Linked DNA regions of Mus musculus: regions 1, 2, 3, 5, 6 and 7 are each linked to region 4. A link is a contact called in public Hi-C, HiChIP or PLAC-seq and promoter capture Hi-C data. All regions are on one chromosome and are shown on one strand. The core of a region is the stretch at or near the end of the contact, and the rest is flanking DNA. Distances in the headings are between cores, read along the strand shown.

Evidence for each region. Promoter capture Hi-C pulls out the DNA fragments that hold promoters and counts their contacts. A called contact is a pair of places that touch in the nucleus more often than the background predicts. HiChIP or PLAC-seq counts read pairs in DNA pulled down with a chosen protein or histone mark. Capture Hi-C pulls out chosen DNA fragments and counts their contacts.
Region 1: an H3K27ac HiChIP or PLAC-seq map of regulatory T cells shows a contact between it and region 4, with 8 times the contacts expected there. The contact joins the promoter of Ubap1 here to the promoter of Aptx in region 4. A contact is called at or near these places in 1 of 484 Hi-C or Micro-C datasets (CD4 T cells) and 2 of 115 datasets of contacts at active chromatin or transcription factors (regulatory T cells and thymic regulatory T cells).
Region 2: a promoter capture Hi-C map of pre-B cells shows a contact between it and region 4, with 2.9 times the contacts expected there. The contact joins the promoter of Enho here to the promoter of Aptx in region 4. A contact is called at or near these places in 3 of 39 promoter capture datasets (liver, pre-B cells and stem cell-derived epiblast-like cells) and 1 of 9 other capture datasets (liver).
Region 3: a contact with region 4 is called in a promoter capture Hi-C map of pre-B cells. The contact joins the promoter of Nudt2 here to the promoter of Aptx in region 4. A contact is called at or near these places in 5 of 39 promoter capture datasets (the HPC-7 cell line, erythroid cells, liver and 2 more) and 2 of 484 Hi-C or Micro-C datasets (CD4 T cells and regulatory T cells).
Region 5: a promoter capture Hi-C map of liver shows a contact between it and region 4. The contact joins the enhancer-like site here to the promoter of Aptx in region 4. A contact is called at or near these places in 13 of 39 promoter capture datasets (the 3T3-L1 cell line, the C10 cell line, the HPC-7 cell line and 8 more) and 13 of 115 datasets of contacts at active chromatin or transcription factors (the SCID.adh cell line, acute myeloid leukemia, bone marrow-derived macrophages and 10 more).
Region 6: a Hi-C map of CD8 T cells shows a contact between it and region 4, with 2.7 times the contacts expected there. The contact joins the promoter of Dnaic1 here to the promoter of Aptx in region 4. A contact is called at or near these places in 1 of 39 promoter capture datasets (pre-B cells), 2 of 484 Hi-C or Micro-C datasets (CD4 T cells and CD8 T cells), 1 of 115 datasets of contacts at active chromatin or transcription factors (bone marrow-derived macrophages) and 1 of 9 other capture datasets (liver).
Region 7: a contact with region 4 is called in a promoter capture Hi-C map of adipose tissue. The contact joins the promoter of Myorg here to the promoter of Aptx in region 4. A contact is called at or near these places in 1 of 39 promoter capture datasets (pre-B cells), 1 of 115 datasets of contacts at active chromatin or transcription factors (pancreatic cancer cells) and 1 of 9 other capture datasets (adipose tissue).

The regions. Positions count from the first base shown.
Region 1 is chr4:41,347,139-41,350,391 of GRCm38.p6, reverse strand. It overlaps Ubap1 (ubiquitin-associated protein 1), which reads right to left and starts at 1,396. Exons shown (of 7, transcript NM_023305.3): 1 at 1,161-1,396.
Region 2 is chr4:41,638,201-41,641,551 of GRCm38.p6, reverse strand. It overlaps Enho (energy homeostasis associated), which reads left to right and starts at 1,250. Exons shown (of 2, transcript NM_027147.1): 1 at 1,250-1,638; 2 at 2,551-3,351. The coding sequence starts at 2,710. The coding sequence ends at 2,940.
Region 3 is chr4:41,463,682-41,466,976 of GRCm38.p6, reverse strand. It overlaps Nudt2 (nudix (nucleoside diphosphate linked moiety X)-type motif 2), which reads right to left and starts at 1,829. Exons shown (of 3, transcript NM_025539.2): 1 at 1,797-1,829. Kif24 (kinesin family member 24) reads left to right here and starts at 2,129. Exons shown (of 13, transcript NM_024241.2): 1 at 2,129-2,267.
Region 4 is chr4:40,701,186-40,704,903 of GRCm38.p6, reverse strand. Aptx (aprataxin) reads left to right here and starts at 1,710. Exons shown (of 8, transcript NM_001025444.3): 1 at 1,710-1,767.
Region 5 is chr4:40,159,190-40,162,666 of GRCm38.p6, reverse strand. All of the region lies in intron 1 of Aco1 (aconitase 1), which reads right to left. Among named protein-coding and RNA genes, the nearest start is that of Aco1, 18 kb to the right of the region's middle. Within about 2 kb of position 1,481, at least 3 of the 459 cell types and tissues checked have an H3K27ac peak or open chromatin away from gene starts, as enhancers often do. A contact at or near this core is called in liver, where this site is marked.
Region 6 is chr4:41,567,922-41,571,269 of GRCm38.p6, reverse strand. It overlaps Dnaic1 (dynein, axonemal, intermediate chain 1), which reads right to left and starts at 1,476. Exons shown (of 20, transcript NM_175138.4): 1 at 1,252-1,476. The coding sequence starts at 1,278. Fam219a (family with sequence similarity 219, member A) reads left to right here and starts at 1,732. Exons shown (of 6, transcript NM_001159583.2): 1 at 1,732-2,093. The coding sequence starts at 2,034.
Region 7 is chr4:41,500,939-41,504,500 of GRCm38.p6, reverse strand. Myorg (myogenesis regulating glycosidase (putative)) reads left to right here and starts at 1,426. Exons shown (of 2, transcript NM_001085515.2): 1 at 1,426-1,510.

The DNA of each region.
Region 1 (3,253 bases), core at 147-2,646, 650 kb before region 4:
CGCTTTTAGATTTATTTCATATATCTGAGTGTTTTGCCTGCATGATGTATGTATATATACCACATCCCTGCCTATTAGCAGAGGAGCATCAAAAGGTGGCACTGGAGTTATGGATGACTGTGAGATATCATGTGGGAACTGAGAGTTGAACTTGGTTGGGTCCTCTGCAAGAATGAGTGCTCTGAATTGTTTAACCTTCTCTCCTCGCCCCTAGAAGACCTATTTATCAATGAAAACGAAATGCCTTGTTATACCATCAAATTAAAAAAAAAAAATTCAGGTAACACACACCATGTTTATTCAAATTCCCAAATACTAACAATTACAACTGAGAAGACAAAACACTTTATCCATGAAAATGTGAACAGAATTTGAGTTTACAACACTCTATGATGTCTGTCTAAAAAGTATCAAAATCTCACTCCAGTTCAATACAAAATTGTTTTAAATAATTATATTTCTAAGTCTCAACTCAAAAAACACGAGGCAACAACACAAAGGTGAGGGATCGCTGGTCAAGAGAAATGCTTAGCCTCAAAAGAAAGACACGGGGTTGTTTCTGAGACCCAGGGGTATAGTCCAGGTAATCGCCCAGAAAATTAAAAAAGGAAGAAAAATCTAGAGAAGACCACAGTGATGAGACAGTTAGAGAAGACCACACAATGCCAAAGATATCCCCCAAAGCAGTCACCCCCTGGTCTGATTTCTCTCCCTCATCTCTCGCTCAGATAACTAAATCCTCACATCCCAAGCTCACCCTCAACTCCCCAGCGCGCTACCTTCTTTACTAAATCGGGGTTCCTCTCCTGGACCGGCTCTAGCTCCCACTGAGAGAAATCTTTCCCTCAAGCTCGAGATTTCCACTGAGCCTGTCTTCTGAGCGAATTAGTCCCCTTAATCCGAACTCATTTGCCCGCATCCCGTCCGCCCTCCGCCCCTTCAACTCCGGTCCCGTCACTCTGACCCTTCGCCCAGAATCCGCCCCGAGTCGTCGGTCGTCGTCCGGCTCTTCCTCCCTCCCGCTCCTTTACTCCAGATCCTTTCATCCCTCCAGGCTCCTGGGCGCCCGGTCCCCATCTTCCCTCCTCCCGGTCGCCCCGTACCGGCCCCTTCCCCCAACTCCGCCCCTCTCCCCCTCCCCCAGAGACAGGCCCCCTCACCTGAATGCCGCTGCTGTCCCGAAAGCTGAAAGGTGCTGGCGCCGCCCGGCCTCCCGGGCTCAGTCTCCGCTGGGCTCCCGCTGCCCCTAGGGAGAGCAAACACCACCTCTTCCAACTCTACCCGCCCCGAGCCAGACCGTCACCGTAGCCACCACCAGTACCACAGCCGCCATGTTGAAGGCCTACTTCCCTCCTCCTTCCCCTCGACGCTCCGCCCCTTTAGGCGTCTGACATCATGGCGCCGCACCCCACCCGCCCCGACCAATGGGAGGAGCCGACAGTGACGTAACTAAATCCCTCTTCCAGAGCTGAAGGGTTCCTGCAACCGGGAGCTTCCTTACTGAAGGATCCCTGCGGACCCTAAGGGGAAGAAGAAAGGAGGGGTCACTGAGAGGGTAAGACTCGGGATAAGAGGCGCGGCCAAGGCGAGGACACGCCCAAAGCCTTAGCCGCGAATCCTCTTTGGAAATTAGAAACCCTCTCAGACTCGTAGACCAGTCTCATACTCTTTGGTCTCACTTTCTCCATTTATTTTGAGGTTTTGTTGTTTTTCAGAACAGGTCTCATATATCCTAGACCCAAGTTTATAAATAAATTGGTTAAACAGTAACTATAAATGTCTCTTCAATTTTAATATCCAGTGCATTCAAAGTCGAAACACAATCCAAGCCTTCACTGCTTTCTGTGTATTGGATATAGGCTCATGGAGAATTTATAATTTGATTAAATTAATATTTTTCTCTAAAATTTCATGATCAATGGAAGAAATAAGATCAGAGAGAGTTGACTCTAGTAAAACTCAAAGAGTATTACTGGTATGGAAAGTGCTTAGAGATCAAACCCAGGGCCTCCTAGACAAGCATCCTTAGCTGACATAAAGTGCTTTGGAGAAAACACAATGCACTGCCCTGTCTACTTTTCCAGCCTGTTTTGTCTCCAGATTTTATGTAGCAGACAAGATGGTATTTGAGCTTTGAAAAATGAGGAGGCTCTAACTCTGGGTGCAACATTGTGGGGAGGGGGTCACGGTGAGCAAGGAACAGCAAACTGTCAATTTTTGGTTATCTGTATTTAGTTAACAGATCTGTGGAAAGGCCAGTGAGCAAAGCAGAACTCTGGAGAATGAAAGTGGCCATAATAAGTGGGTGGCTCACACGGGGGGGGGGGGGGGGGGGGAACCTCTACACTAAAGTGAAAGCAGTGAACGTTAGGGAGTAGGAGTGAACTTGGGCAGCTTCAGGAGAGACTTCACTACAACATGCAATACAGAAAGGAAATGGTCAGATTTTCCAGCTCTCTCTCTCTCTCTCTCTCTCTCTCTCTCTCTCTCTCTGTCTGTCTCTCACGTACACGCACACATGCATGCCTGTGGGAGTCTGTGTGATTGTCTGTCTCTCCGTCTGTGTGTGTGTGTGTGTGTGTGTGTGTGTGTGTGTGTGTTTGACTCTCTTGTTTGAAGCAGGGTCTTGTGTAATCTAGACTGGTCCTAAACTTGCAATATTTAATACTGGCTGTCCTGGAACTCACAGAGATCGGCCCATCTCTGCCTCCAGAGTGCTGGGATCAAGAGTTACAGCACTGTATCTGGTTTAAACTAGGCTCTTACCAATCTCTTATTAAGAGAAACTGCAATTTCCTGGAGCACAAGAGAAGAACAAATATCTATAATCCCAGCATTTGAGAGGCTAAGACAGGAGGCTCCAGTTATTCTCAGCTGCATACTGAGACATCAAAACCAGCCTGAGCTACATGAAACACTACTCCTTCCATAAAAATAAATAAAATAGGGCTGATAGTACAACTCAGTGATAGAGCCCATGTTTGGCCAAAAGACATAAGTTCAACTGGCCAAACTGGCCTTAAAATGCTGGCAAAATAACTAATTAATTAGTCAGGCAGTGGTGGCACATGCCTTTATTCACATCACTTGGGAGGCAGAGGCAGGTGGATTTCTGAGTTCGAGGCCAGCCTGGTCTACAGAGTGAGTTCCAGGACAGCCAGGGCTACACAGAGAAACAAGAACAAAAACAACAACAACAACAACAACAAAAACTAATTAATTAAACAATAACTTTCTAGACAGGTGTGGAGAG
Region 2 (3,351 bases), core at 1-2,500, 940 kb before region 4:
GGGGGAACTAAAATTAATCCATCCTGACAAACTCCACGGGGTCCGTAGTTTATTTTAGACAGCCTCTAACACAGCAGCTTCAGATGATTCAGCCCTTGAGATGGCTTTACACTCCCCTTTCTCCTTTTCTTGGAAGGAGGAGCCCTGCCCCTTAGCCACCTGGTCTTGGCTTGTCAGCTGACATTTGCTGAGATGTGGTTGGTATGGTATAAATGAATTAGTGAGAACCTAAGAAGTAGCTATTACTATGACAGTTTTATTGAGAAGAAAGCTTCGTTTAAGAGAGTTAGAAAGTGGAACCAGGAACCAACACCACTGTGACTCCAGTATGCATTTTGCTGTGAGTATAGTATTCTGAGGGAAGTTAAGGCTGGATGTGGGGCCATGGGTCTCTGACTGTCCATGGACAATATGTGATAGAAGCCACACACAAGTACACTTAAGAATCACTAAAGGGCCAGAAATGTAGCTCCTTGCATGTGTGAGCCCTGCTACTTAAGGGTCTGAGAGGGGAAGGCCTACTTGACTGCTCCTGTCCAAGCTACCTTGGTCTCAGAACTGTTAGGATGGAGAGTCAGGCCATCCATGCCGTCTGGATCTAGTTCAGCCAGAGCTGGGCCATTCTTCAGGTGTCTCAAGTTCCCTCCAGCAAGCCATGCACAACCCTGTGACCAACACTGGGTGAGAAATCAGTAAAACGCAACAAAGGTCATGAATTCCCAGAGATCACACTGTTATTAGGACTAGGGGCAATCTACAGGCGCTGTAAAGTGGACATGAGGTACTCTACACTCTACTGGGAGAGGGATATGTAGAAAGATGATAGGTGAGGAGGGTCAGGTGTGGAGGCACATGGACTTTCTCAGATAATAGAAACAGACTTCTCTCAGATATGGAGGGGTGGACGCTTCACATGTGGGGGTGCATTCCAGGTGTGGAAGATGCAAGAAATCCCTGCAAAAAGGTGGGCTGACCCTTCACCTTTTCAAGGGATGGATCAAAACAAAGTGGCCCCTATATACCCCTCCTCTCACCCTTCCCAAGCCCCTCCCTCCTTCTCTCCTGCACCAGGATGGTCGTGTCCCACCCCAGAGCACAACCAATGGCGCGGGAACTTGGCCCGGACAGCCAATTGAACGGCGGCAGCGGCACAGAGATGGCTCCTCCCCCAAAGGGCCGCAGGCCGCTGGCCACTCACGAGGCGGGGCTCTCCGCTGTTTTTTGCTGCCCGCCGAGCTCAGCCGAGCTCAGCCGACTCCCTCCCGCCGTAGCCGAGCCCAGCCGAACGCAGCCGAGCCCAGCCGAACTCCTCGACGCTCCTGCCGCCGCCGCCCGAGTGCTGCCGAGCGAGAGAGCGAGCGAGCGAGCGAGCTAGCGGCCCCGGCCGCGGAGGAGGCGCCGCCCCAGGGGGAGGAGGTGCCCGCTCTCCGCAGACCGCCCGCGGCAGAGGCCGGCCCGGTCGCGCCCCGGCGGGAGCGGCCGGCGGAGGCTGCGCGGCCCAGGGGGAGGGCCCGGGGAGTGGACGTCGCCCCTGCCCGCCTCTCGCCGCCCCCCGCCCGCAGGCTCTGGAGCCTCAGTCGGCGCTGAGCATCCCGTTGTCCCGGACCCTCTCGCGGGCGCGCACCGGGCTCAACTCAGGTAAGGGGGGCTCCCCTACGGGCAGAGGGTCGAAAAACAGAGATCTTGGACGAGTATAAAGAGGCAGTGACCCACACAGAGACAGAGAGACACACAGCTTGGAGGAGAGATAGACACAAAGGCAGAGACACATGCAAGACGCACAGAACCACCGATACCGACCCCATGGAGACCTGTCCCCGAGGGCAAAGGGACATGCAGTCGTGAAAAGAGACAGTGATACACAGAGAGACTGGTAGAGAAATGAGACTCAAGACACTCAGAGATAGGGACACAGAGAGACAGGCAGCCACACACCTTCAAAGAGGTGTGTTTGCAGAGGCAAGGATGCAGATCCAGCGAGAGACAGAGGGACAGGAAGATGTACGTTCAGACACACACCTGATCCAGAGAGGCAAAGTCCCAGGGAAAGGTACACCTAGGCACACAGCCTTGGGTATACAGAACCCACACGTTCCTGCCAGAGCCTCCACAAAGTTCCCTCTGTGTGAGCTGGCACCTCTGCAGGTCTCCTGGACTGGCTGACTGCAGCCCTCAGAAAGGAGAGGATGCCCTAGCCACTACAATCATGGTCATAATCTTCCTCCTGGGCCTTAAGCCACCTCAGTCCCGCCCACCAACAGCACATCTGAAGGGCTAGAAGCATGGTGGGCAGGGCTAGGCTGTACCCACCAGTTCCGAGGAGAATGAGAAAGAGGCTGCCTGCCTACTATAGCTTCCCCACTCTGGCTGCACCACAGCACCCAGGGGCTCAGAGCCAGGCCTGAGGGCGGAGGTGCTGGCTTTGTGGGGTACCTGAGACTGCTGGGACTCACTGCTCTCTGCCTGAGGCCAAAGATGGAAGCTGTCCCCCTAGGCTTCAGCCCACTTCTTCCTCCTCACCTCCGTCTACTTTCCTCTGTACTTCCTCAGGCCCAGGACTGCAGGTGGGCATCTTCCCTGCCAAGAAGTCGCTGTGTGTGGACAGGACAGCCACCTTGGATGGTTGGCCACCCCAGAGTTGTGCCTCGGCATGGGCCTTGCCGCTGAGGCAGCTCCACTGTCTGCGCTGGCCTGAGGGTGCTGTCTGTCATGGGGGCAGCCATCTCCCAAGGGGCTCTCATCGCCATCGTCTGCAATGGCCTCGTAGGCTTCTTGCTGCTACTGCTCTGGGTCATTCTCTGCTGGGCCTGCCATTCTCGATCTGCTGACGTCGATTCTCTCTCGGAATCCAGTCCCAACTCCAGCCCTGGCCCCTGTCCTGAGAAGGCGCCACCACCCCAGAAGCCCAGCCATGAAGGCAGCTACCTGCTGCAGCCCTGAAGGGCTCTGGCCTAGCCTGGAGTCCTGGACCTGAGTATACCTGAGTCAGAGCGTGGAATCGGATCCAAGAAGTCAGTCGGCCTGGGGTCCAGTCGATTTGACACTGGACCCAGCAGCCTAGATTGTAGCCAGCCTGGCTCCAAGAGAGGCCTGAGTGGCCCTAGAGAGAAAGGCCTGGAGGGGGGGTTAGGAGTTGGTGCTAGGGCCAGGGCCATCTGGACTCTGCTCCATCCCAAGGGCCAAGGGCTGAGTCCATGCCTTCCCTAGGCTCAGCACATCTGGGCTCCCTAGGTTGGGGAGCAAACGGGAACCCCATGGCAATAATGGGAGGGTGTCCAGGCTGGGCCCCTTCTCTGGTCCTCCCACTGTTTGTTGGGTAATAAATGGAACTATGGCTTGCCCCGAGATTTC
Region 3 (3,295 bases), core at 580-3,079, 760 kb before region 4:
CCTTCTGACAACGAACAGTGATAAGGATGAGTAAGCCAAACAAACCCTTTCTTCCTCAAGTTGCTCTGGGTCAGTTTCCTCACAGATGTTGTAACCCTGACTAAGACGAGCCACTTTCCCTGAATTTGGGTGCATTTACCTGTCTAATCACCCCCTTTCCTATCTGGTATTCCAAATATTTTCACCCTCTTTCAGTTCAAAACAGTACAAGATAGAAAAGTATACCTGACACTGCTGTGAAAGAAACTTAGCCACTCAGGTCAGGTTGTTACCTGAAAGACAGGTCCTCATTTGTAAAGTGACTCTAACGTGTATTTCTCATTGTTGAGAGTTTAAAGTATGTGTAGACAGACATGAATACATGCCAGTCACTCTTATCTTGTATTATAATAGGCCACCTGAATGCTTCTCTGTATTATACTGGCAGTCAACTCTTTCTAATAGTTGAATCAAGAATTTCCCCACCTCTGTGTCATAGTCCTGTCTCTCCTGGAACTCAGAGATCCTCCAGCCTCTGTTAGGAATAAAGACATGCACTATCATTTTTATATTTTTCAGGAAACAGCTGATAAACAGTGTTCACACTAAGTATTAGTAATTTTTAAAGATCAACAAGATTAATTCCCTTTAATATATTGTCAATTTTCTCTTTTGAATACTGTATTTCCTTATTAGTAAGAATTACATTTATTCTTTAACTGATTAGTGATTTACTTTTGTTTATGTCTTGTGTGTCTGCCAGTTGTGTGTGGTATGTGGGTGCCTGAAGAGTCCAGAAGAGGGCCATGGATGCCCTGGAGCAGGAGTTGGGAGGCTACTGTGAGCCACTTGGCATGGATGCTGGGAAATGAACTCAAATTTCTCTGGAAGAGAGGTTAAGGGCTCTTAACCACTGAACCATCTCTCCAGGCCCCCGAATCGCTCATTTTTGAGCTAAAAACGAGCACTCCATTAAAGTACATATGAAGCTGCACACATGCTGGCTACTGGATTTGTTCCTACTATGCTGGTGGTTCCTTTTTGACCTGAGAGGCTAGGCCTGGCCAAGCATTTTTTCCCAATAGTCTTTGCAACCCGTTGAAGCATTACTATTATTTTTCACAAAAGGAAAAAAAAAATAAAACTATGGTTCAGAAATATTTTTGAGTAGTTAATCAAATGCAGACACGTCCAATTTCTAACATCATTAAGCTTAATTGCCACTGGACATTAGAACATTTCTGCATTGGCAACTTGACTCTTCTCGATTTAAGCTGTTTCGCCTTTTTTTCTTAAGACGGGAATCTTGTGACTTTCTATCTCTGGGGGCTAAAGAGCACCTGTCACTCTTCCAAAAGATTGGGGTTCGGTTCCCCGGAACCTATACCAGGTGGCCCACACAACGTTTAACTCCAGCTCCTGGGATCCGACGCCTTCTGGATTCTGAGAGCATCTGCACGCACGTGGCGCGCATAGACAGACACAGACACACACACACACACACACAAGTAATAATTTTTACCAAACGTAAGATCTTTTGGAATGCAGGCAGGGTTTAATCGATAACTACAAAGCAAGCCTAGGGAGAAGATATGATTGGCCCGCTAAGTCCCAAAGGTGAATCTCTCTGCCTCTGGGATTCTTCCGACCCACGCCCTCACCACTGAACCTAGTCCTCTCTGGTGCACAGAGATAAACCGAGGTCCCGCGAGTGGATGGGGCCTGGCCTACACGCGCCTCACTGCCAGCTCCGTCCCCGCAGCAACAGGTCAGGAGCCCGCGACACTCCCCACGCCCCCCAGCCCCACAGCACTCACCCGTAGCCCAGAGGCAGGAGGCGGTCCTCGAACGGAGACGTAGCGCGCCAGCCAATCAGAAGAGCCCGGCTGCACTTCAGACGAGCCACAGAATTGGGCATCAGGCGCTTCCACCCGCCCCTGAGGCGTGGTTTTTTGGCTGGGACCGTCGCGAGATCTGCCTCAAGCTGAACCATTGGTGGAGAATGAACCGCCCCCTTCCCCTTCTGATTTCTGATTGGCCTTTTAGAGGAGAGGTGACAGGCTCTGTGAATGACCATTGGTCGGTGCTGCGGGACCGCGGGCGGGCGGGCGTCGGCGCGCGCGTTCGAACTGGCGCTTGTGGCGTTGCCATGGGGATGTGGCCTGGCGGACACCTAAGGCGGGTTGACCGGACGCTCTGCTAGCCCGGCCTTAGGGCTTTCTCCTCACCGCACTATTTCTTCGGTCCTCCCTGAAAACTGACTGAGGAGGAGCCGGGATTGCCCTGAGGTGAGAAACGGTGGCTTTAGCTTGAGCCCAGGCTCTGCGCCTGCGCGGGAGCGGGTGCTCCTGTCTGCGAGCGGCGCGAGCCGAGACCGGTATTTGCGGGGTAACTAGAACTTGGCTTCTCGGGTTCTTCGAGGGTTCTCGCGCTCTCTCACGTTTCATCTCCCTGTCTACCGCCTCTTCAGCAATTACCTCGACCACCACCAGCTTTGAGGCTTTTCTGAGTACCCCAAAGGCCTCTTGCCTTTGAGACACGCTCTTCAGAGCGCTTCGATTGGACTTTCGGTTGTTTTGTGAACTTCCGCAAACCTCATTCTCCTTTTTTCTCATATAATTTTGACCTCTGAGATAAGACAAGCCTTTCCACAGCGTCTTACGCATATTAGTTTTTTGTTTGTTTGTTTTGTTTTTTTAAGGAAATATTTGTTCAGTTGGCTTTCACTCACTACAAATAGATTCAGTTATCTTTCTGCCTTGTCCCATTCAAAGTCGATTTGGGGGCAGGTGGAAGAGAGAGGACACCCTAATCTCATATACAAGAGACAGAAAATTCAGCGTTGGCGTTCCCACGTTGGGGGCAGGAAGACCTGCTCAGTGTGGGTGGCAACATTCCCAAGGCAGGGAATTCTGAGCAGTAATAGAGTGGAGAAAGCAAGCTGACCGCTAGCATACATACATTACTTCATTATTTACTGCTTTTCTTTTTTTAAGTTTTTGTTTGTGTGGCTTTTGTTTGTTGGTTGGTTTTGAGACAAAGTTCTCAATCAGAGAGACGTGCTCTCTCCACATTGTAGTCTGGCCTACAAGTACCTCTTCTCAAACCCCTAAATGTATTTGCTTATAACAGGCCATTCTGTCCTTATATGCCCGAGGATTTCCTCTTGTTGTTTACTGACCACCAACTATCGTAACATTTTATCTGTGCTTTGGAAACTGAAATCAATTATTTGACTTTGAGTTTTTTTCACTTAACAGTGTGTGTGTATGTGTGTGTGTATATGTATATGTGTGTGTGTGTATGTATGTGTGTG
Region 4 (3,718 bases), core at 461-2,960:
TGTGTATCTGAGGACCGTGACAGTGTATTCATATAAATAAAATAAATCTTAAAAAGTATTAAAAAAATAAAAACCCAAAGAAAAACATTAGCCTTAAAAAGGATCTTTTGACTTGTGCCACATTGTAGATGAAACTTGACACCTAGCTAAGTGAAAGAAAATGATTACAAAAACCAACACTACATGATTTCACTTAAATGGTATTTCCAGATTGGTTAAACCCATGGAAGCTAAGAGCAGAATAGTGGGGCTTTAGGGTGACAAAAATTAGTAGTTGTTTGATTCATAGAGAAACTGAAAAAATTTTGGTGCGTAGTCCCCTAGCAATGTGAACCCCAGTGAATGTCTTAAGTGCCTGCCACGCCCTTGACCGTGCATTGTTCCAAACAACCTTGCTTTTCTGGTCAGTGCACTGCAGACAATGGAATAGACCTAATACAGTGGCTAGGAAAACTCTGCTCAATTCTGCACAAATGACCCAGTTTAATTTTTAGCTGTACGAGACACAATGGAGACTGCGTAGAAGTCTTGGCTAAGAGGCCTAATCCTGAGGGAAAACGCAAACTGTCGGGTCACCAGATCTGCCTTGATGTCTTAGGCAGTTATGGACCACGTTCTCAGCCTTGAGGTTTGTACAGCTTGAGATTCCTCCTCCCTTCCTGCTCTGATCCTAACATACACCCGCATCTTCTTTGTCAACAAAAGCACGGCTTTCCCTTGCTCTCAGGGACATCCTCCCATCCTGTCTTGTCATCTCCATCAGACAGTGGAGCCTGCTTTTTCAAGAAAACAATAGTAACCCATTTGATCAAGAAACAAAAGAGCTCTTAGCTGAGAGTGGGGACGAAGACCTGTCATCCCAGTATTTCAGAGGTAGACGCAGGGGATCTTGAGTTTGTGATTAGTCTAGGGCACAGTGAAACCTTGTCTAAACAACCCCCCCACCCCCAAAAAAGGGGGCCTCCGTAAGGTTCAGTTTCGACTGCGTTTCAGATTCTACACTCTGATTTTACTCACGAGATAGGAATTCTTTCATCTGCCAAGAAGTCTTTAGTGATTTACAATACAAGACTTTCAGGGAACGTCCTGGAATTGCTATAAAAATCAGTACACATATGTCATCCCAACCTCCTGCTGATTGCCCTCAGTTCATTTAGAGAAGACATCATAAAAAAAAAATCTTAGCAGGGTTCCTCTGTCTCTCTCTTCAGTCTTTTTTCTCCTTATAGAGAGAAAGAAAAGTGTAATTTTAACGTGGGTGGTAAGGCACTCCAGCCTGTAGTTTAAACGATGGCTTCAAAGCTGTGTTTGGTAGCTCACATCTGCAATCCCAGCACTGGGGGAATCTAAGGAGATTCTCGCGAGTTCAAGACCAATTTGGGCTACAGAACGAATTTCTCTCACTACCTCCAACCTCGTTCTTTCCCTTTCAAAGATGGCTTTAACTTATAGCAAGCTTCCTGAGGAGGAAGTGCTAAAAGGCGACATGGCTGCGTAGATGAGCCACAGAAGACTGCTGTCTGAAATCTCTCCGGATTCAGACAACCGGGAGGCTGCGAGCAAAGGAGCTATCCTCACGGGGGACAACTAGCGGCTAGCGCCACTGTTCTACCTGGGTATCGGGCGAGAAAACGTTCCAGCCAATTCTCGAAAAGATACTGGAATCATCACCGGTTGCTAGGCAGCCGTTTGTGACGTCATCTCTCAGCACCGGAAGCGGCGAGGCGCAGTAGAGCAGCGTGAAGTTTGTGGGTGTCCACAGTCGAGGTAAGTTAATGGTCCGCCTGCCTTCGTAGTTTGCTGGGTTAGAAGCGGGCAGGGGCATTTGGCCCGGGCTGCTAACTCGGAGCGGTGACCTTGAGGGTGGAGTTCGAGGTTTCTTTCTTCTGGGCGGATTAGGCTCCACCCCTTGGTCTTGCTCAGGTGGGCGTGTTTCAGAGTTTTGTTTCCGCCGCATTGTTCCGGCCTCCCACCCTCCCCGCCCCCCATCCCCACCCGGCTCCTGTACCTAGTTGGCTGCCAGATCAGCATGAAAAGATTTAGAGATAAGAGTGGACAAAGTCCATGCAGCGGGGCTGTTCAGCCTGACAGGAAAGTGTTTCTGCCAGAAACGCCTTCCAAGAGTAACTCGAGGTGCACTAGCAGTGTCCCCAGCGGGCCTTAAGAATGCCGGAAGCAGTGTAAGGTCTTTCTCTTTACAATGCAGAGATTCAACAAAGCAGGGGTTTTTGAAATGACACCAATTTGGAATTGCTGGGTAATTACTTTTGAGAAATCGACATATATTGGGGATTTCGTAAGAGGCCCTTCCTCCCCACTTAATTTTAGAGGTCTCCTGTAGCCCAGCTGGCCTCCTCAAATTTCTGATCCTCTTGTCCCTACCTCCCAGTGATGGGATACAGGCGTTTGCCACTGGGCTTGGACAATTTTTTTTCTTCTTCAAGATGGGTAACAGTATGTAGGGTAGTCTAACCTCAAACTTCTGGATATCCTGTATTAGCCAGGAGCCATGCTGCATTCTTGAAAGATGGTATGTGCAGGTAAAGGTGCCTGCATGTATGTCTGGGGAGGGAAGAGTGAGGATGTTGGCCAGTGGAGCCAGTCTGTGAAATACTTAGCCTAATTCCTCTGAGAAATTAGAAGCTGAGAGTCTTAAGTTCAAGTCTGTGTTGGACATTAGTCCACACTCACTTGTGCTTATGCAACTTTAAGTTTAATTGGAAATTCAGTTCCTTACTTGTGTTAATGGCCCTTCAAAAGCTCAGTTATCAGTGTGGCTTGAAGGTTTACTACATTTCCATTGTTGAAGAAAATTCTTGTGCTAACAGCGCTTCAAGATAGATTTCTGGCCTCATGTCACTTGCCCTGTCATTTGGGTTTCCTAACGTCATTGTTTGTATATGCTAGGCCCAGGGCGTGGCACTAATAGGAACTGTGGCCTTGTTGGAGTAGGTGTGTCACTGTGGGTGTGGACTTTAAGACCCTTGTCCTAGTTGCATGGAAGCCAGTCTTCTCCTAGCTGCCTTCAGAACAAGAGGTGGAACTCTCAGCTCCTCCAGCCCTATGTCTGCCTGAACACTGCCATGTTCCCACCTTGATAATAGTGGACTGAACCTCTGAACCTGTAAGCCAGCCCTAATTAAATGTTGTCCTTATATGAGTTGCCTTGGTCATGGTGTCTCTTCATAGCAATGGAAACCCTAACTAAGACACCTAGGACTCAAAAATAGCTAGGTGGGGTCTGGTGAGATGGCTCAGCAGTTAAGAGCACCTTTTGGAGGTCATGAGTTCAAATCCTAGCAACCACATGGTGGCTCATCTGTAATGAGAAACAAATAAAGAACCTATGGGCCGGAGAGAGTGGGCCCTGGAGCAAGCGGGATTGGAGCAAGAGGGAGAAAAGGGAAGGGGAAAAAAGAGCTGGGTGGTGTTGGTGGTACATGACTTTAATCCCAGCGGGAGGCAGAGGCAGGTGAACCTCTTGAGTATGAGGACAGCCTTGTCTATAGTTCCAGGACAACCAAGGCTACACAAAGAAACTCTGTCTGGAAAAAGGAAAACCAACCAACCAGAATTAATCAGGGCATAGTAACCAGTGGTGTAGTCAGCAAATGGGCCATTGCAGAAGGGAGAGGGAATGGTAGAATGAACTTCTGTTTTGGGGCATTCTACTTTAAACAAACCCAGCTATGTTCTTGTATTCTGCAGTCATTAATTC
Region 5 (3,477 bases), core at 232-2,731, 540 kb after region 4:
CTCTTAACCTCCAAGCCATCTCTCCAAGCCCTCCCTAATATTTTTAATTTAAGTATAACAATAGTTAGTAATTTCCCTGCTTCATCTCAAGGTTTATATGAGTAAATATTATTTAGATAGTTGATACATTTATAGAACGACCAATATGGCAGGATGGTATTATTGCACAGGGTAGAATTGTCTGTGAGAATGCAAAGTGTGGGTGTCTACAATTCTTCACTACAGTGGTATAAATCTTCACTAAGGACACAAGAGTCCGTCTTGGGACTGGTTGCCTCAGCAGGAAGGCTTGGGTTTTGTGTATCCTTTACGATCCTTTACATTTTAAACTATGAGCACATACAAGTTTTTAAAATACTAGATAAAAATTTAAAAGAAACAGCTATCTGTGCATCAATTCAAAGTGCAGTACAGAACTAAGTGCCAACCCAAAACATTTTACATTTAAAATGACTGAAAGCCTGGAGCTTTTGTGTACAGAGAGGATGCCTGTGAGGGTTTGTATATGCTTGGCCCAGGGAGTGGCACTATTTGGACGTGTGGCCTTTTTGAAGTAGGTATGGCCCTGTTGGAGTAGGTGTGCCACTGTGGGAGTGGGCTTTAAGACCGTAGTCCTAGCTACCTGAAAGTCAGTCTTCCACTAGCAGCCTTCAGATGAAGATGCAGAATTCTCAGCTTCTCCTGCACCATGTCTGTCTAGATGCTGCCATGTCCCCACCCTGATGATACTGGACTGAACCTGTTGTCTTTTATAAGACTTGCATTGGTCATGGTGTCTGTTCGCAGCAGTAAAATCCTAAGACAGTGCCATAAACCTAAGATTTTATAACTGAATTCACATGATTAGGCACAAGCAAAACACAGGTATGCTAACAAACAGTATACAAGATTAGCTTTAGAGATACACACACACACACACACAAACACATATGAAACATATGGTATGTGAAGCATAAACAAGTGGATTTCATATTGAGACTTCATTTCATCATTAAGAGATCTAATTGTACACATGCAAATATTTCAAAAACCAAAATAATTTGCAAGAATACTTGACACAGGGTCTGTCTATGCAGCCCTGGCTGGCCTGTCACTCACCATGTAGCCAATGGTGGCTCTGCACTTATGCCAGCAATTCTCTTTTGCTTCCTGGGTATAGGATTATAGCCAAATGCCACCCTGCCCAGCTATAATGTAAACATTCAAACACTTCTGGTCTGAAGCATTTCATGAATGAGTACCCAGCCTGGACTAGGTAGTCCGGGGAGAAGCAGTTAAGAGTTAATAGTACAACAAGACTCCCTGTCTTATATTGGGTTTCTGTTGTTGTGAGAAAACACTGACCAAAATCAATTTTTTTGCGGGGGGGGGAGGGGTATGTTTCATCTTCCAACTCTGGGGTCACAGTCTGTCATCGATGAAGGTCAGGGAAGGGCTGATGCAGAGGACACAGAAGAACACTGCTTACTGGTTTGCTCTCCCATGGATTGCTCAACTTGCTCTCTTATAGACCCCAGGACCGCCTGCCCAGGATGGCATCATCCACAGCAGCCTGGGCCTTCCACATCAATTACTAATCAAGAAAATGTCCAGAGATGTGCCTACAGGTCAATCTGGTCAAGGCATTTTCTTAATGGAGTGTCCCTCTTCCCAGATGTGGTGGTCTGAATGAGAACTTCCCCCAGAGGCTTAGCTGCTTAAACACTTGGTCCCCAGTAGGTGGCACTGTTCAGGGTGTTTTAGGAGGTGTAGCCTTGCTGGAGAAAGTGTGTCACTGGGGGTGGGGGTGAAGCTTTGAGATTTAAAAAGCCACAGGCCATTCCTGGTCCCTCCCCCACCCGCTTCCTGCTTGTGGCTCTCAGCTTCCAGACCCAGCTGCCATGTCTGTGATGTCATCATGGACTCTGGTCCCTCTGGAGCCCAAAGCCCAGAAAAACTCTTCTTCGGTACGGTGCTCTGGTCTCAGTGCTTTTCCACAGCAACAGGAAAGTAACTAGAGTAATACACTAGATAACTCCAGCACCTATCAAGTGGACAAAAAAACTCAGCAGTGCATGGAGAGGAGGCTGCACGGGGCAGTGATTTAAGCATGTGCTGTCTGTTTGTTGTCTGTTTGTTTGTTTTTGACAGGGTCTCAATGTGTAACTCAGGCTACTTGGAACTTGCTATGTGGTAAGACTGGCCTTGAACTCACGGATATACCTGTCTCTACCTCCTAAGAGCTGGAGTTAAAAGAGACATGCACCTCCATGCCCCAGCCTTATGGTTGGTTGTCTTTTTTGAAGTGGGGGTACATGTAAGATGAAGCATCATACAAATGCAAGAGACTTGTTAGTGTGCCTTAGTAAGAGGGGAACCAACCAAGTCTAAAAAAAAAAAAAAAAAAAAACATCAAAACTCTCTAATAAGAAAAATCAAAACTTGTCTACTTAAATAGTTTGGAAATCTTTGGGCCCGTGAAATTGAGATTCATCAATTTGAAGACGGCATCCATTTACAAACACCACATTACTACATCCTTTGGATTTGCCATCCACGCCTTAGGCCTCACGGTCAAATTTTTCACCCCACATGATAGCAACTACAATGATAAACCTGTTGTTTCTCCTGCCTAGACGAAAAAAAAAAAAAAAAAAAAAAAAAAAAAAAAAAAAAAAAAGATTGACTGAAGAACATCTCCAGGGCTTCAGTCAGAGGAAGTGTGGAAAACTCAAAGAACTGAGCAAATCTGTCACTCGCTTCTTCAGATACTCTTACGTTCTGAATCCTTCTTATCTCCGTATCGTGTCCTAAAGGTGCTAGGCCTGGAGCCAGCCAAACATGTACAATGAAATCAACTGCTCACCTGTACCCATATCTACTGCCGTTCAGTGAGGGCAGTTAGCTGATTTCCTTAGCATTGCTCTCAGATGCCCTGGGTGCAACACACGTCCTCACGTGAATCCTGTTTCTCCCACCAGCCTGCAGAGCCAGGGTGCCCAATATGGCTCCTGCAGAAACTGGCTGGTGTAAAGAGTTCTTACTGCCTCCCTTTTCCTTAGGAAGATGGTAACAGTACCATGGTCACCAAGCGAACTCTACTCGTAGGTGTTAGAGGAGAAAGGAAACACTTCCTACTCAGCGAACAGAAGCCGGTACCGACCTGCATACCCTGAGCTGCTCAACAGTCTGTGGGGGAGCGCGTCACTGCATGGAGGGTGGCCAGGAGCCATTTAATGCAACTACGAAAAGTCAACTGGAAATCATGAGTAATGATCCTGAGATGGCTCTGGCAGTGCTCACCCATGCTGCGCTGAGCCACTTCTCTGCATCCCTGCCTCTGAGCACACATGTGCACACAGGACTGCGTGTCCACACAGCACACAACCCCAACCAATGTTGCCTAGCACTGCAGCTCAGATTCAAGACTATTGTATATTATGAGCTACAGTCAAAGTTTCCTGTTCTCACAGAGTAATTTAATTATGGAAAACAAAA
Region 6 (3,348 bases), core at 227-2,726, 870 kb before region 4:
GGAGGGAGACCTCAACTGGACTAAGGCACAGGGAATTTCTTGTAATTGAGGACATATTCTATGTTTTCATTGTATTCGCATAACAATTCTATCAAAACCTGAAGCATACAAAAGGGTCTGTTTTATTATATCTAACTAGCTTGACCTTGGTAATGTCAACTTAAAACAAACTGCCTATAAATTAAGGGTCTGCTGCCTTGAGCACAGAACAAGAGTTTCAAATCACAATTCCGCCTCAACATAAAACCAGGGCATGACCAATAAATACAAGGAGAGACAGCCTCTCAATGCCTACAGAGCTCTAAGACTGATCGGTTCTTCAGCTGTAGATGACACGTGTCAAAGAAGCAGAAGGCACAAAGTTGATATACAAGAACCTCTACCAAAATATGTGAAGTCTTAGATATCATGGGCACAGATTTGCTCTCCAAACCTCAATATACCTAGGCTTAAGTATAGAAAAGCATTTTGTTTGTTTGTTTGTTTGTTTGTTTGTTTTTAAAGTAGATGCTCTGCTAGACGTTAGGAAATAAAAGCAATTTCTATAGGACAGAAAGAGTCATTCTTTTATATCGCAGAATGCTCCTTGAGAACCTGAGACTAGCTTATCATGTGTGGTGATTTGGGGAGTAATTCAACTCTCCTGTGAGAAGGGATAACATATTGCCAGGTGACAGAAACATAACGTTCACAAGGCTAAGTGAATGAGGGTCTTATAAGAAGGAAACTTGTGTTGGAGGGCAGGGAACATGGTTAGAAAAAGGGTCTTTTTTTCTTCCTCTCTGACTTCTTGCTCCAAATTCCTGCACACGATCTGTTCTATTCCGTGTCTCCTGTGCAGTTCTCATGCCCCCTCTCTGAGTTCCCACATGGCAAATGTCCCCACTTACTTAGCTCTGCAGTGACCATGCTGCAGTGTTGAATAAAAAAATCCACTGGGACAAGAATGAGAGGGGAATGAGGAAGGGACTCAGTGGAGTGTTGGGAGATTAAGGGCGAAGACAAGACAAGATGGGTCTGTGAAGAGATGGAAGTAATAAGAAAAAACCAGATTCGGTTAAAAGTAAAATGACTGTGGGTTCAGGAAAATTTGGGAGAGGAGGGCAGGATTTGTGAGAAAGAACAGGAGAATCAGGTCAGTGGGAACACAAACCAGGAGTCACAAGAAAGAGAGGTTGGAGGTCAACAGGAAATAACTGGCGGTTAAGGTCAGAGGTCTTCAGAAGACAGCAGGCCACAGTAAGACATTACCTGCTTACGAATCTGTTTCGAGGGCATTGCCGCAAGAATAGAAAGCACCTCACACCCTGAAAAACCTACAAAACGCTTCCTCTCCTGGGGAGTAGTTTCTCCTTCTTGACCACACACAGGAAGTGCAGACTCTCTTCCACTTCAATTCCCAGTCACCAGGGTTCTTCGGGGACAGCTGACGTTGTGGGTCCTCGCGCCCTTGTAGAACAGCATCAGCTCCTCCCTGACGCGGTTACCCAGCAACCGACAGGCACCGGGTGCGCAGGCGCACCTAGCGCCCCCTCCGGACACGGGGAGGAGGCGGAACTTGGGCGCGCAGGGATCCTCTGGCCCCGCTAAGCCCCGCCTCCGCAGAGAAAGATAAGTCCGCCCTCCGCGCAAGGAGCTCCCGCAAGTGGGAAGGGCTGGGGCACCCAGACACCGCCTTCTCATGAATAATGCAGGATCCGGGCGGTGTCCCGGACCCGGAAGTGGAGTTGCAGAGTCACCGCAGTGGCTGAGCTGCTGACAGGAGGCGGCGGCGGAGGAGGAGGCGAGGCAAGACCTGCGGCTCCGCGGGGCTACTGCCGCGGTAGCTCTAGGCAACCCCACGGAGCTACGCCGGTCTCAGTCATCCCGCGAGCCTCTCGCCGCCTATCCATCCTTCCATCCGCCTATCCGCCCGACCGGTCCAGGGCGGCCTAGTCTGCATAATCTGCCGGGCTTCTGGGGCCGCCGCCCCGCGCGGTCCCATCGGCGTCCCTGGCCGCGCCCGGCCCCTGGCCCGCTCGCCCGCCGGCACCATGATGGAGGAGATCGACCGGTTCCAGGTGCCCACCGCGCACTCGGAGATGCAGCCGCTGGTGAGGGGGCGGGCGGCGGAGAGGCCAGGGCCGGGAGGGGCGCCGCTGGAGGGGAGGGAAGGAACTAGGCCGTGGGGATTGTGCGAGGGGGCGCCATCTGATAAGGTAGAGGGAGTCCTGAAAACGCTTTGCCGGGGGAGGGAGATTTGCAGAGCGAGAAAACCGTGGGAGATTACCAGCGGTGCGAGCGAAGGACCTGAAAGGGCGGAGGGCACGGTCAGCAGATGCAGAACGCCGTCGGATAGGACCAAGGGAGGCACTCTAGTGCACACCTCTAGTGGAGGGCAATTTAGGAGGATGTCACAGAGCATCTTTGGCAGCAAGCCCGGGGGGTCGGATGAGAAAGGCGTTTAGCTCCCCGAGGCCTGTGATGCTCAGGGCGAGGGAGGAGGCCAGCAGATCAGTCTAAGGAGGAAAGGAAATAGGCCTTTAGAAAAGGAGAGGCCTGCCCGCCGGTCCTTTAGATAAATATAGCAAAGCTGAGCAGGAACCAGGCCTTGATGGGGGCAGAGGTTCATTGCAGAACCTGGGAATTTCCTTCCTCTCGAGAGAGGAGCCCCATTTCGATCTGGGGGCATCGGGAAGGGGAAGAGTTTGCGGTGGCGAGATGGAGACTCAAGGGTGTCCATGGGAAGGTATCTCCAGGATAAGAGGTGGAGCTGTGCTGAAGTGGGCCGTGCCGACCGGTTCGGAATTCGGAAGAGCCCCTATCATCTTAGGCCTACGTGTTTGGAGTCTTTGCTGGGCGGGGATCCTGCCTCCGGTCCGTGGTCCTGGAGTCAGGCAGGAATGATGTCATCGATGCCGGCGCCGAGGGGATGGAAGGGGGAGGGCGATGCCAGTTTATGGAGGCATGGCCTAAAGAAGAAGGTGCCTCCTGGCCATTGCCCTGAGGCTACCTGACTGTCATTGCTGTCAGCATATGGGTAGGAAAGTCAGAGGCCTAGCCAGCTGGCCTAGAGAATAGAGAGGAAAGAATGTAGAGGCCATGTTCATTGCTTAACCCACCTTGGGGCCTGTGCTAGTAAGATCTAAAACGAGGCGTGATAGGCCAGGAACCAATAGGTAATGGATGCCTTGCTCTCTGCTGGAGCCAACCTGTGCTCTCCAACTCCTGAAGCTTGAGGGCTCCCCACGTCTCTTCCCTCTGTGTTAGTCAGGGTGGCCCAGAATAGCTTCTTCCCTTGGGCCTTCGGCTCCCAAACTGACAGGTAGGCTTTGTGGTTTCCTAGGTAAGGAACCCGCCTGTTACAGT
Region 7 (3,562 bases), core at 177-2,676, 800 kb before region 4:
TCTAACTAAAGGTTGTCACTAATAGAAGGAGCTACACGTTATATTAGGGTATAGTGGGCATTGCAAAATACCGAGCAGAAACTGGGGTACTGCTAGTCTGGTCCTGAGTGCTGAGAACTGACAGTTCGGAACATAGGCTCTTTGGGTCTACAGGATCCCTCCAAGGCGTTCTTGACTGGGGTATTGACAGTGGGAAATGGGAGCACAGGTCATCCCAGAGTTTTTAAAGCCATTTTTACACTTTATCCATAACACGTGGAGATGAGAGGCCAACTTGAGGGAGTCTACCCTCTCCTTCCCAGCCTGGGGGTTCCAGAAATCCAACTTGGGTCAGTGAGCTTGCTTTATCTGCTTTCTATTTTCCAACCCTGTGCCAGTTCTTAAAAGAATACAGCTCCCCAGACCTTGAGGGAACAGATTCCTGAAGACTCCTGTCTTAGTCACTGTTCTATGGCATGGTGAAGAGACGCCATGACCATGGCAATTCTTTTTTTTTTTTTTTTTTTTGTTTTTTTTTGTTTTTTTTTTTTTTTTTTTTGGTTTTTTGAGACAGGGTTTCTCTGTATAGCCCTGGCTGTCCTGGAACCCACTCTGTAGACCAGGCTAGCCTTGAACTCAGAAATCCGCCTGCCTCTGCCTCCCGAGTGCTGGGATTAAAGGCGTGCGCCATCACGCCCGGCCATGACCATGGCAATTCTTATAAAATAATTTAATTGGGGTTTTACTTACAGTTCCAGAGGTTAGTCTGTGATCATAGCAGAGCATAGCAGCAGGAAGGTATGGTGGAGAAGCAGTTGAGAGTCCTCCCTTCTGATCTATAGGCAGAGGACTCTGAGCCTGGAATAGGCTTTTAAAAAGTCAAAACTCACCCCCAGTGACATACTTCCTCCAACAAGGTCACACTTACTCGAACAAGACCATGACTCCTAATCCTTGTAATCCTTTCAAAGAGTGTCATGCCCAGGCCCTAAGCATTCAAATATATGAGTCTGTGGGAGCCATTCGTATTCAAACCATCACAGATACGTCTTCCCCCCTTGCCTTGCTGTGCTCTTATACACATAGCAATCCTAGCATGGCGTTGCAAGAACCCTAACATTCAGCAAGAACCCCAACAATCAGCCACTCCTTCCTTCGGAACTACATCTCCCATAAGGCCTGGGGATGAGCCAGGCTAGCAATGGTCTGGCAAGGGCGGCGCCTGAGGCGGGAGGTGGAATCAAGCTAGAGGCGGGCCCAAAGGGCAGATCTGGGGCGGTGAGAAGAAAGTCTGTGCAAGGCACGCAGAGTGGGGGAGGGGCTGAGCGCCAGGGGTGGGGCTGGAGTCCCAGGCCTGAAACCACATTGGACGGCTGGGAGTGGCCTAGTAGCCGGAGGGCGGGGCGCAGGAGGGGCTCCACGGTGCCCAGCCAGGCAGCAACCCGCAGGGCTGTGGCTGATCAACTCCTGCTAGCGTAGAAAGATCAGCCGGAGGACCCTTCTCCCTTTCTTCCGTGTGGCGGTCACTGAGGTAGGTGAACCTAGTGGGAAGCCTTTGGGTCCCAGTGAGGGTGGTGAGTTTTCTAAGGAGCACACAGTTCCTGAACTTGCTCTAGTTGGTGGAGCGTCCCTGGACACCTGAACCCCTCCTCAGGCCAGAGCTTCCCAGCGGGCTACGGGCTCCTTGCCCTTCCCTCTGCCCCTTTGGATCGTGTGGGGTGTGGGGCCACCGGTGGGTGTGAAGTATTCCAGGCTGTGTTAGTGCAGTTACTTGATCCTTGTGGATCCCGTCCCTGAGCAGGGGAGGGAGATGGGCAGGATCGAATTGCCTTTGACATTTCCACTCCCCTCCCAACTGTGTCCGACAAAGGCCTCTGCCTCAAGTGGCTCAGTTATGCTGAGCTGGGCCCGCCCTTAAACTGTAGGCTTGGGACTTGCAGCCAAGACTGAGGTTGAGTGTGTAGCGAACAAGAGTTTTCTTAGGCTGAGCCACTCAGCAAACCCCACCTGCTAGCCTTAGCCTGTGTTGGCCAGCTGGCAGACTCGACAGATTATAGGGGTCTAGAACGCCACTAAGACTGGAGCCACAGAGTTCCTCCCCTCGGCTACAATAGCAGATGCCATTAAATTGCCCCTTTCACACCCCTAAAACCGTCCTGATCTGCCCGAGGCAAGCTGGATCTGCCGCAGCTTTTGAAAAGACAGACCTCACCCGTCCACACCCATTCTCATGGTGGAAGGTGGAGGCAGGAGGTTTGGATCCCAGTGGGTGGCTTCTGACGAGCTGTGTTTTCCCATCTATAAAATGGACAACAGCTCGCAGTGTTGCTGGTATTGGACGCTATGGGGTCATTTGGAAGAACATGGTGAGGCCCAACCAGGTGGGTGTTTAAATCTGTGGGCGCCAGTCCTTCATCGAAACCCTAATGGGTTCTGCCTGAGTTTTGAAAGGGCTTTGGAGGATATCATGGTGAGCTTCTCAGGCTCCCGGGGGTCATAAGATAAGACCAATTTAATATGTAAGCATTGGGGCTTAGGGAGTCTTTCCTATTCAGACTCAAACCCTCTCCTCTTAACCCCTTGATGCCCAGGATGTAGCCTTGCTTATGTTGAATGAACATAAGTGTACAGTAAGCCAATTTGGGGCCCCTGTAGTCTTCTTTGGGTTCCACTCAGCTTTGAGAGTATCAGTAAAAGACACTGCTACCCAAAGGAGGAGAGGGGATCTCTAACTTGTGTTAGAGATCAGAGCGGAAGTAGAGGCTGTTCCAGACTGTGCTTGGGTAGTGACCTGAGAGATTAGAGAGCTCTAGGGGGTGCGGGGTTTGGGGGAGAGGATAAGGCAGGGAAAAGAATGGGACTGAATCGTGTCTTCTAGAACCAAAACGCTCATCTGCACCTGACATTCTTTTTCCAATTGTTTATTTTACTGTATGTGCATTAGTGTTTTGTCTGCATATATGTCTACATGAGGGTTGTCAGATTCCCCTGCAGCTGGAGTTACAATTGTGAGCTGCCATGTGGGTGCTGGGAGTTGAACTTGGGTCCATCTGGAAGAACAGCCAGTGCTCTCAACCACTGAGCCATGTCTCCAGCCCCCTTGACATTCTCCTTTGAAGATTTATTTATTTTTATTTTATGTGTATGAGTATTTGCCTGTGTGTATGTGCACTCTGTGTGTGTGTGTGTGTGTGGTGCCTGCAGAAGCCAGAAAACAGCATTGGATCCCCTGAGACTGGAGTTACAGTTTGTGAGAAGCCATGTGGTGCTGGGATTCGAACCCCGGATCCTCTGGAAATTAAGTGCTCTTAACTGTTGAGCCATCTCTCCAGCTCCTGCACTTGGCATTCTTGACAGATTCAGCATGGGAAAGAAGGAAGAGTTCACAAAGAGCCTGAGCAGTTTATCACCTTGGAAGTTACTGGAGACAGACAGACAGACACTGGCATCTGGGAAGCGACTACTTACCATCTGCCAGTCTCTGTCTCTCCTTACCCCAGCTGGGGAGTTGGGCAACCACCGGAATGGCAGTGTCTCCCTGTGTGTGCACCTGGCAGCGCTGTTTCTTTGTTGGACTCTGCCC